2 separate regions of the Sus scrofa genome follow, and region 2 is linked to region 1. Evidence: chromatin contacts called from public Hi-C data. All regions are on one chromosome and are shown on one strand. The core of a region is the stretch at or near the end of the contact, and the rest is flanking DNA. Distances in the headings are between cores, read along the strand shown. Region 1 overlaps WWC1 (protein KIBRA). Region 2 has its middle 19 kb from the start of WWC1.

Region 1 (4,624 bases), core at 731-3,230:
GCCTGTTGAATGGGAAGGCAGAGTCTGCGGGTCTCGAAGCAGGGAGGACAGGTGGTTACCATGCAAGGTCTGATCGTTGTATGCCAAGTATTGTCACGTATGCATTTCTTGGGAGTGAGTCTAGTAGATTTCATCAGATTCTCCTAAGGATGTATGGCTCAAAGTTTAAGGGGCACCAGCCTAGGGAAAGTGCCATCAGAAAGTACATCCAGGAGTTCCCGTCGTGGCACAGTGGTTAACGAATCCGACTAGGAACCATGAGGTTGTGGGTTCGATCCTTGGGCCTTGGTCAGTGGTTAAGGATCCGGCATTGCTGTGAGCTATGGTGTGGGTCGCAAACACGGCTTGGATCCTGTGTTGCTGTGGCTGTGGCATAGGCCGGCAGCTACAACCTTAATTCGACCCCTAGCCTGGGAACCTCCATATGCCACGGGAGTGGCCCTAGAAAAGGCAAAAAGACAAAAAAAAAAAAAAAAAAAAAAGAAAGTACATCCAAGAAAGCATTGATCACCCCTTCAATGTCCCGTATATAGCAGAGCCCTTGCCAGACCCAACCATGCCCGTCTAGCCTCAAAGAAGCTAGATAGATAACCGCAGCTCCAGCTCCAAAGTTATCCCAAAGCCAGTTTTGATGGATTGCGGTATATGTGAATATGGAATTTAAAGTAATTAAGATTCCCTGCTGAGATACTTGGCTGGGGAATGAGCAAGGATAGCTGTGTTTCTCCGTATGGAGGTCATTCTACACAGCATGGAGATCTCATCTCAAACAGTGTTTTGATAAAGTAAGAGTTTGGGGAGTTCCCATCGTGGCTCAGTGGTTAATGACTCCGACTAGGAACCATGAGGTTGCGGGTTCAGTCCCTGGCCTTGCTCAGTGGGTCAAGGATCTGGCATTGCCGTGAGCTGTGGTGTAGGTTGCAGACTCGGCTCGGATCCCGCGTTGCTGTGGCTCTGGCGTAGGCTGGCAGCTACAGCTCTGATTAGACCCCTAGCCTGGGAAACCTCCATATGCCACAGGTGCAGCCCTAGAAAAGACGAAAAGACCAAAAAAAAAAAAAGTTTGGCCACAAACTCTTTGCAAATAAGATTGAACCTAGGCGTTCCCGTTGTGGCTCAGTGGTAACAAATCCAACTAGTATCCATGAGGATGTGCATTCAGTCCCTGGCCTTGCTCAGTGGGCTAAGGGTCCAGCATTGCCGTGGCTGTGGTGTAGGCCGACAGCTGTAGTTCCTAGCCTGGAAACTTCCATATGCCTCGGGTGCGGCAAAAAAAAAAAAAAAAAATTGAACCGAGAGTCCAGAGGCCTGGGCTCTCAACAAGTATGGGCCATGCCTACGACCTGCAGTCTTAGGTTAGCCACTTGCTGTCCAGCCACCTCTGCAATGGGGCTAACCACCAGGTCTTTAGCCACCCTTTAGGAATGGGATGAGGCTAGGATGGTGACAGCTAAAAGCATTTTTTCAAAGACTAAATCCTAAAGGACCTGAGTTCCCTGGTGACTCAGCCGGTTAAGGATCTGGTATTGTCCCTACTGTGGTGCAGGTTCGATCCCTGGCCCTGGAACTTGTACATGCTGCAGGCATGCCTCCACCCAGGAAAAAAAAAAAAAAAAAAAAAAAAAAAAACCCTACAGGATCAGATGATTGCCTTTAAATATTTGTAGCAGTACTCTTAGTGATACTGTACACCTTAGCTTGTTCCAACAATAATCATACCTCATGTCTGTATAGCACTTGGCATCATATGAATAACTCCTGCTAACAGGTTTTCATTTGGGCCTCATAACCCACCTCACAGGTACCATTATTGTACGCTCCTTACAGGTGAGATACCGAGTATCAAAGCCGTGAAGGGATAGGGCTCTCAGCTCCTTCCGGTAACATTTATCAGGGCCTGCAGTGTACCATGCACTGTGCTAGAAGCTCTGTTAACCCAAGTGATTTCTTAAGAAGGTCAGGGCCAAGACTCCACCCCAAGACCTCTGCCCCCAAGTCCGCAGCTGTTCACGTAGTGCTGCCCCCACTTTCTGGACTGAGAACACCAGGTCAGCCATGGCAGTATTTGCTGTCGTTGCAGTGGGTGCATGGCTGTCGGTGGTCTAGCACTGATGGAACACGTCATGGCTCACTTTCACCCAATTCGAAGGAGGAATAACTGCTTTCTTATGTGCAAGGCTTGGGGAGCGTGCTCAACATCACACGCCTAAGAAGTGGTTAAACCAGGGAATAACCACAGGAGCAGTGGGAACATTCATCGAGTGGTTGTTTTCTTCTCTTTCTTTTTTTTGGGGGGGCCGCCCCTCAGCATGCAGAAGTTCCTGGGCCAGGGATGGAACCCGTACCGCAGCAGTGACCCAAACCACTGCAGTGACAACACCAGATCCTTAACCCCCTTGAGCCACAAGAGAACTCCTGAGTGCTTGTTTTCCATGCGCCATATTGTGCTTCAAGGTTTTATGGGTTGTCACTGCAACCCCACAAGGACGGAGCTCTTGTTACTCCCTTTAGAGAGATGAAACCACTCGCCCGATGTCACCTAGCTAGTGGTAGGAGGCTGTTGCCTGGTGACGAATCCACTTCTGATCCATCAGGCTTAGCATCCCTCGGAGCAAGGACACTGCCCCTGTCTCATCCCTACTCATGAGTGGCACATGGTGGGCACCACGTGTTCGTTAGATAAAAATCTGTTCCTTGAGACCACATGCCGAACTAAAGGCAGTCACTGTCAGAGAGGACGCTTTGAAGCCTTGGAGACGCGGTCTGCCACGCAGCAGTGCCCCTGGGCACACCCATCGCACTCACCTTCTCCGTCTGCAGGATCGCCAACCTGAAGATCCAGCTGGCCAAGCTCGACAGCGAGGCCTGGCCTGGGGTGCTGGACTCCGAGAGGGACCGGCTGATCCTCATCAATGAGAAGGAGGAGCTGCTGAAGGAGATGCGCTTCATCAGCCCCCGGAAGTGGACCCAGGGCGAGGTGGAGCAGCTGGAGATGGCCCGGAAGCGGCTGGAGAAGGACCTGCAAGCAGCCCGGGACACCCAGAGCAAGGCGCTGACGGAGAGGTGGGGCTCGGCTGGGGCCTGCGGGGATGGGGACCTTCTCTCAGTGCTGGTCTGTGCTCTAGCCCCCAGCTTGGGGAAGAGGCGGAGTGGGGGGGGAGCAGCAACCTGGGGCCCCTGGGCGCCACCCCAGAAACACTCAGGAGGGCTCACCCCTTTCCAAAGCAGCACATCTGGGGACGTGACTCACCCTCCAGCTACCGCAGAACTTTACACAGGGAATCGCTGTCCCAAAAAGCTGCTCACACACAGGTTTTCAAAAATTATCTTTTTGGGGAGTTCCCGTCGTGGCGTGGTTAACAAGTCCGACTAGGAACCATGAGGTTGTGGGTTCGATCCCTGGCCTTGCTCAGTGGATTAAGGATCCGGTGTTGCCGTGAGCTGTGGTGTAGGTTGCAGAGTCGGCTCGGATCCCACGTTGCTGTGGCTCTGGTGTAGGCCAGTGGCTACAGCTGCGATTCAACCCCTAGCCTGGAAACCTTCATATGCCACGGGAGCAGCCCAAGAAATGGCACACACACACAAAAAAAAAAAAAAAAAAAAAAAAAAAAAAAATTATCTTTTACGATAAGCCCCGAAACTATGTAGTTTAGAGCAGCCATGCTCCAACTTTGTGACAGTGACTCATGTTATCTTATTACCTAATATACAAAAGTTTCACAAAGCAGCGCATACTCTGTGTGTGCCAGCCCTCTGATACCTTTGTTCTCTTACATCGCATTTCTTTTCATGCTGGTCATGACCCACTAAATTGCTTTTGCCTCCCACCAAGAAGTCGCAGTTTGCAGTTTGAGAAACACTGGTTTAGATGGAGGATGCAAACGGAGACGCTTATAGGGGTCAAGCAAGAGCTATAAGTGCCATGTTAGACTGGAATGCACAGAACCCCACTTGTCTAAAGCAGGTGCTGTCTCCAGCCTCCAGAGGCCCCCATATTTCAAGAAGAGAGTTGTTGGGATTTTTTTTAAATATTGGCACCTATTCCAAAATTTTTTAAATACCGTGAAGGCTACGTCAGTTTTATCTGTGGGCTTGATTTAACCTGAAAAGCCACTGGCTTACAGTCTCTGGTTTAGACCTTATAAAGGACTGTGTCTCCTTCAGTGTCTCACCAGCCTCCACACACACGTTGCACAGAGCACACTCCATGTTCACAGTGGGTCCTACAGTCTCCAGCTTCTCATTGATTCATTCATTCACTCTGTCCATCAGCCTATCATTCATTCATTCATTCAAGAAACAGTTTGTCGTGCATGTTCTATGTGCGAGACACTTTGGAAGATTCAGAAGTTAAGTCATGATCGCTACCCAGGTACCCTTAAAATCCATTCAGTTATTTTCACTTTTTTTGGTAGCATATTTTATCGAACAAGGTACCTGCCCTTAAGGAGCTAGAATTGAAGATAGTGATTTTCAAATGTGTATGTGTGTGTGTGTGTGTGTGTGTGTGTGTGTGTGTGTGTGTGTGTGTTTGGATGCAGGGGTGAGCAAGGGAATTCCTCTTCCCAATGAAATCAGAGGCAGAAGCCCTGTTTCTAAACCAGATAAACTTGCTTGTGCCCCA
Region 2 (4,624 bases), core at 855-3,354, 150 kb before region 1:
TAGCGTTATCTCAGACAAATACCTGTGGATTGTATTCTGCCCCATGGGCTATACGTCAATGGCGTGAAAATCTATCACGTAGGAAGCTGGAGGGGAGAGGAGAGGAGAAGAGGAACCCAGACTAACTCTGCCCCCCCCACCCCACCCCCCCGGCAGCTTCACTCTATTGCTCAGGACGCTTTTGATAGTAACCCCCATGCGAAGCAGAAACTGGAAAGTCCAAAGGCATGACAGACTTCAGACATGGCTCAAAGCATGTTTTTGCTCTGCCTCCAGTTCTGCTCCCCTTGAGAAGTGGCCTTATTCCCAAATAGGCTTTCTCCCCGTGTAGGAATGATGAGGGCCAGTGGCCCTAAGCCTACATCCTTGCAGCACCCACGGAAACAACAGAGAGAGTTCCCTCTGCGGTGCAACAGGATCAGAGGTGTCTTGGGAGCCGCTGGGATGCCAGTTCAATCGCCGGCCCGGCACAGTGGGTTGGGGATCTGGCCTTGTCAGAGCTGCCGCTTAGGTCAGGACTGTGGCTCTGATCTGATCCCTGGCCCAGGAGCTCCCTATGCTGCGGGGTGGCCAAAAATGACCCCCATCCAAAAAAAAAAAAAAAAAAAAAAAAAAAGAAAGGAAGAGAAACATCAGAGAGGAGTTCCCGTCGTGGCTCAGTGGTTAACGAATCCGACTAGGAACCATGAGGTTGCGGGTTCGATTCCTGGCCTTGCTCAGTGGGTTAAGGATCCAGCGTTACCGAGAGCTGTGGTGTAGGTCGCAGACAGCTCGGACCCCACGTTGCTGTGGCTCTGGCATAGGCCGGTGGCTACAGCCGACTCAACCCCGAGCCTGGGAACCTCCATATGCAGCGGGAATGGCCCAAGAAATGGTAAAAAGCCAAAAAAAAAAAAAAAAAAAGAAAGAAAGAAAGAAAAGCAACAGCAGAGAGACCCTCCCTCTAACTCACAGATGACCTCAAATGGGCCCAAATCCCATCAGAACTTGGAGGCCATAAAAGAGAAGGAAAGTGTTGTTCCCCCAGGGAAGAGAAATGCCTAGACAAAACCATGTCGGCTGCTGATATAACCACTGAAATCATGCATTTGTCCATCTGTCATCCAAGAGTGCCTGCACATTTTAGGTGCTCAGTTGACAAAGCCAGGTAGTGGGGATAGAGGGGTGAATACACACAGCCATCCATCCGGGAGCTGTCTGGTACAACCTGGGAGTGCTGGGCAAAGAACAGTGCTGGGCATAATGGGAATACAGTCAGGGTTGCGGGGGGCGGGGAGCAGTGAATTCAGCTCTGATGGGGATTTGGAAGAAAGGACACCAATACACAAATAGTGCGCCGTGCACACACAGTGCATTGGGAAGACCTAGGGTGAGCCGTAATGGCCAAAAAGGTACCCAGCCCATCAAGTCTCCCTGCCAAGCTTTTCGACCTGCCCCCTGCCCTCGACCTGGGGCCCTTTCCCTTCCTCTAGGAAGGCAGGAAGCCTCTTCCCAACACAAGCCTGGAGAACCTGTCCTGGGCAGAACGGAGGTGGGGGGGTGACACTGGATGTCCTCTGTTCCTCCATTCTGGATCCTATGCCCTCTCACCCCCACTCCACACAGGGAGCAGGACCTCCCCTCAGTGTCCCCCATGTGCTGTTGGTGAAGCTTGTCCTGCCCATCGGACCAGCCTCGAGGGCAAGAATTCTCCTTCTGGGCACCAGTGGACATTTGGGTTCAGGCGGCTCTGCCCCGAGCCTGTCCTGTGCATGGTAGGATGTTTAGCTGCATCCCTGGCCTTGATGCATGAGATGCCAGGGTGCCCCCTGCCGAGTCATGACAACCCCAGTTGCCTCCAGACATGGCCAACTGTCCTCTGGGGAGGGGAACTGACCCTGGGTTGAGACCCGCTGCTCTGTGCCTTCCCCTCACCCCCTCACCCCCTCCTCCCTCCTCTGCCCTTCTGAAGCAGGAAGCCTCTGTCCTCTGGGTAGGGGAGCTCCTTCCTCCTAAGCAGACATTTATCAGCACCTGCCCCTGTTCATCTAAGGGAGGAACCCCTTTTCTCCCTGCCAGGGACGCTGGATCCAAAAGCTGGGTCTCTGCCCAAAGTCTCCTCTCCCAGGCTCCACACCCTAGGAGCTACCACGCGGTAGCTGAGTTCAAACGCCAAGCGTGGAGGAAAGAATTGATTACTCTCCACGCCCTTCCCTCCCAGGTCCTTCTTCTGCTCCCCCAGACCCCCCACCTAAGGAGCTGATCCCTCAGAAGGAGGCAGTGACAGGAGCACTGCCGATAAACCAGCTGCAGGTCTTTGTTTTTTTGTTTTTTCGCTTTTTAGGGCCACACCCTTGGCGTGTGGAAGTTCCCGGGCTGGGGTCGAATTGGAGCTACAGCTGCTGGCCTATGCCACAGTCACAGCAACTCGGCAGCTGGGCCACATCTGCTACCTAGATCACAGCTCACAGCACTACCAGATCATGAACCCACTGAGTAAGGCCAGGGATTGAACTTGCATCCTCAGGGACATTATATTAGTTGGGTTCTTAACCTGATGAGCCAGAACAGGAACTCCTGCAGGTCCGTCTGAGGGCACTGCCGCTCTGAGGATGCTTACCAGTGGGAAGCGTCAGAGCCATGCACACGAGACAGTGACACGTGGAGAGAAGGCTGGGACCTCTCGAGGGCCTTCCTTAGGGGCCTGGACAGGATGCTAGGACCCGAGATGACAGGGTGACATTTTCTTTCCTCCCTCTACCCTGTCCCTGTGCCAGGGGGTCACATGGCCCCTTGAAAAGGAGCATCTTTTGTTGTTGTTGTTGTTGTTGTTGTTGCTATTTCTTGGGCCCCTCCCGCGGCATATGGAGGTTCCCAGGCTAGGGGTCCAATTGGAGCTGTAGCCACCGGCCCACGCCAGAGCCACAGAAACGTGGGATCCGAGCCGCGTCTGCAACCTACACCACAGCTCACGGCAACGCCGGATCGTCAACCCACTGAGCAAGGGCAGGGACCGAACCCGCAACCTCATGGTTCCTAGTCGGATTCGTTAACCACTGCGCCAGGACGGGAACTCCCGAAAAGGAGCATCTTGATGGTGATTCGAAGGCACCCTAACAATGCTGTCTGGGCAGAGCTGGGCATGCAGATGTGGAATCCGTGGCATTTCTAGAGAGAATATGAGTTGAGGTCAACCCGTACCCACCCTGCAAGACTTCAAGGGTGGCGGCATAGAGGAAGTGATTTTCTTCTCAGGGGCACAAGTCTGCCAGACTCTTTTCCTCTCTTATTATGGGAACTTGCACTAGTTGGGTGTGTCTTCACTTGCAGCCCTAGAGGTGTGCCCAGCATCCCGATGCTAGTGACATCACAGCGAGGAGAAAGGACAGGCCAGGGAAAGTCACATCCTACAGAGTCAGCCGGGCATGTACCGCAGACTGTACGGAGGGCTGGGGCTTCAGGCACAGGGTCTGCCCAGGTGCTGTGTCCCTTGTGTGTGTGTGTGTGTGTGTGTATAGAATTGCAATGCACGTTGTGTGCTTGCCCCGGTGCAGGAGAGCAGGTGATATACGTCCAGGTGAAGCATGGTTCCTGCACCCAGGCAGGACTCCCAGGGCAGCTACTTGAAGGAAGAGCACGTGGCGGGGAGCGTATGCATAGGGGTGTAACACACTCAAGCAGATGGGAAGGACTGCCTGCAGGTGCAAGACACAGGGCGCGAAGGAAGGTGTCACACAGAGCATGCGGCGCGGTGACATGCGCCATGGGGGGAGCACACAGGGTGTGACTTGTGGAAATGTGGGAACAATGGAACATGCAGGGCAAGGCCCTGCGAAGGAGCAGGGGCACCCCCGAGGCAACAAGCGCTGCCTGGAGGTGTTTGTGTTTATTTCCACCACACACTCGCTGTCTGCCTGCACGCAGGCGAGATGGGAAGCTCCCGGTAGAGTCGCCCTCAGCGAAGAACTTTCTCCTTCCTCCTTTGACCTTGTAGGATGGGACATTTGACATCTCTACACCCAAGAGGACACAGGGTGAAGTGGTTTTCAGCACAAGCTTTGGAATTGGGGGTTTGAGTGTGAACCCTGCTGTCCCAAGTACCTGCTACAAGCCTTGAACAAATCTGAAACCTCCCTGCGACCCGGCTTCCTCATCAGTAACATGGGGAGAAATCACACCACGTACCTCCCATGGTGGTTTGAGAATTCCCGGAGATCCAGGGACAAAGCACTTACAGAGAGGGCCCAGCCCTCCAGGTCAGCGCTTGCTTAAGTTAGATACAAAACACATCACTCAGTACCATCAGAAATGCCCACAGGCCAGAGAACCAGGGCTCCACACGGAGCCACCACCACCCTGGAGGCCCCTTTCTCCCTCTTTGCCACCTTCCCCCCCACCCCCGGCCCCCAAGCCCTTGTGTTATTTCCTGCGGGAAGCCTGGCAGAAGGGAGGAGCTGAGAACCAGCCCATAAAGGAATGTGTTTCCCATTCGGAGGCACATCCTGTGGATGAAAAAGCCCTGGAGGACACAGGATGGAGACCAAGCCAAAGCCACTCGACCCCCGAGCAGGCTCGCCCTTCCCTACCAGCTTCAGGCCTCAGCCCGGGGCCTCGGGGCCTTAGCCCCAGCCCCTCGCTGCTGCAC

The links. Hi-C and Micro-C count contacts between places; a contact is called where the count stands out from the background.
Region 2: a contact with region 1 is called in a Hi-C map of omental adipose tissue, with 1.8 times the contacts expected there. The contact joins two enhancer-like sites. A contact is called at or near these places in 1 of 5 promoter capture datasets (liver) and 10 of 47 Hi-C or Micro-C datasets (alveolar macrophages, embryonic fibroblasts, epiblast stem cells and 6 more).

Annotation. Positions count from the first base shown.
Region 1 is chr16:55,466,232-55,470,855 of Sscrofa11.1, reverse strand. It overlaps WWC1 (protein KIBRA), which reads left to right. Exons shown (of 24, transcript XM_021077057.1): 10 at 2,821-3,063. Among named protein-coding and RNA genes, the nearest start is that of RARS, 56 kb to the right of the region's middle. Within about 2 kb of position 1,980, at least 1 of the 83 cell types and tissues checked has an H3K27ac peak or open chromatin away from gene starts, as enhancers often do. A contact at or near this core is called in omental adipose tissue, where this site is marked.
Region 2 is chr16:55,612,086-55,616,709 of Sscrofa11.1, reverse strand. No RefSeq gene overlaps it. Among named protein-coding and RNA genes, the nearest start is that of WWC1, 19 kb to the right of the region's middle. Within about 2 kb of position 2,104, at least 1 of the 83 cell types and tissues checked has an H3K27ac peak or open chromatin away from gene starts, as enhancers often do. A contact at or near this core is called in omental adipose tissue, where this site is marked.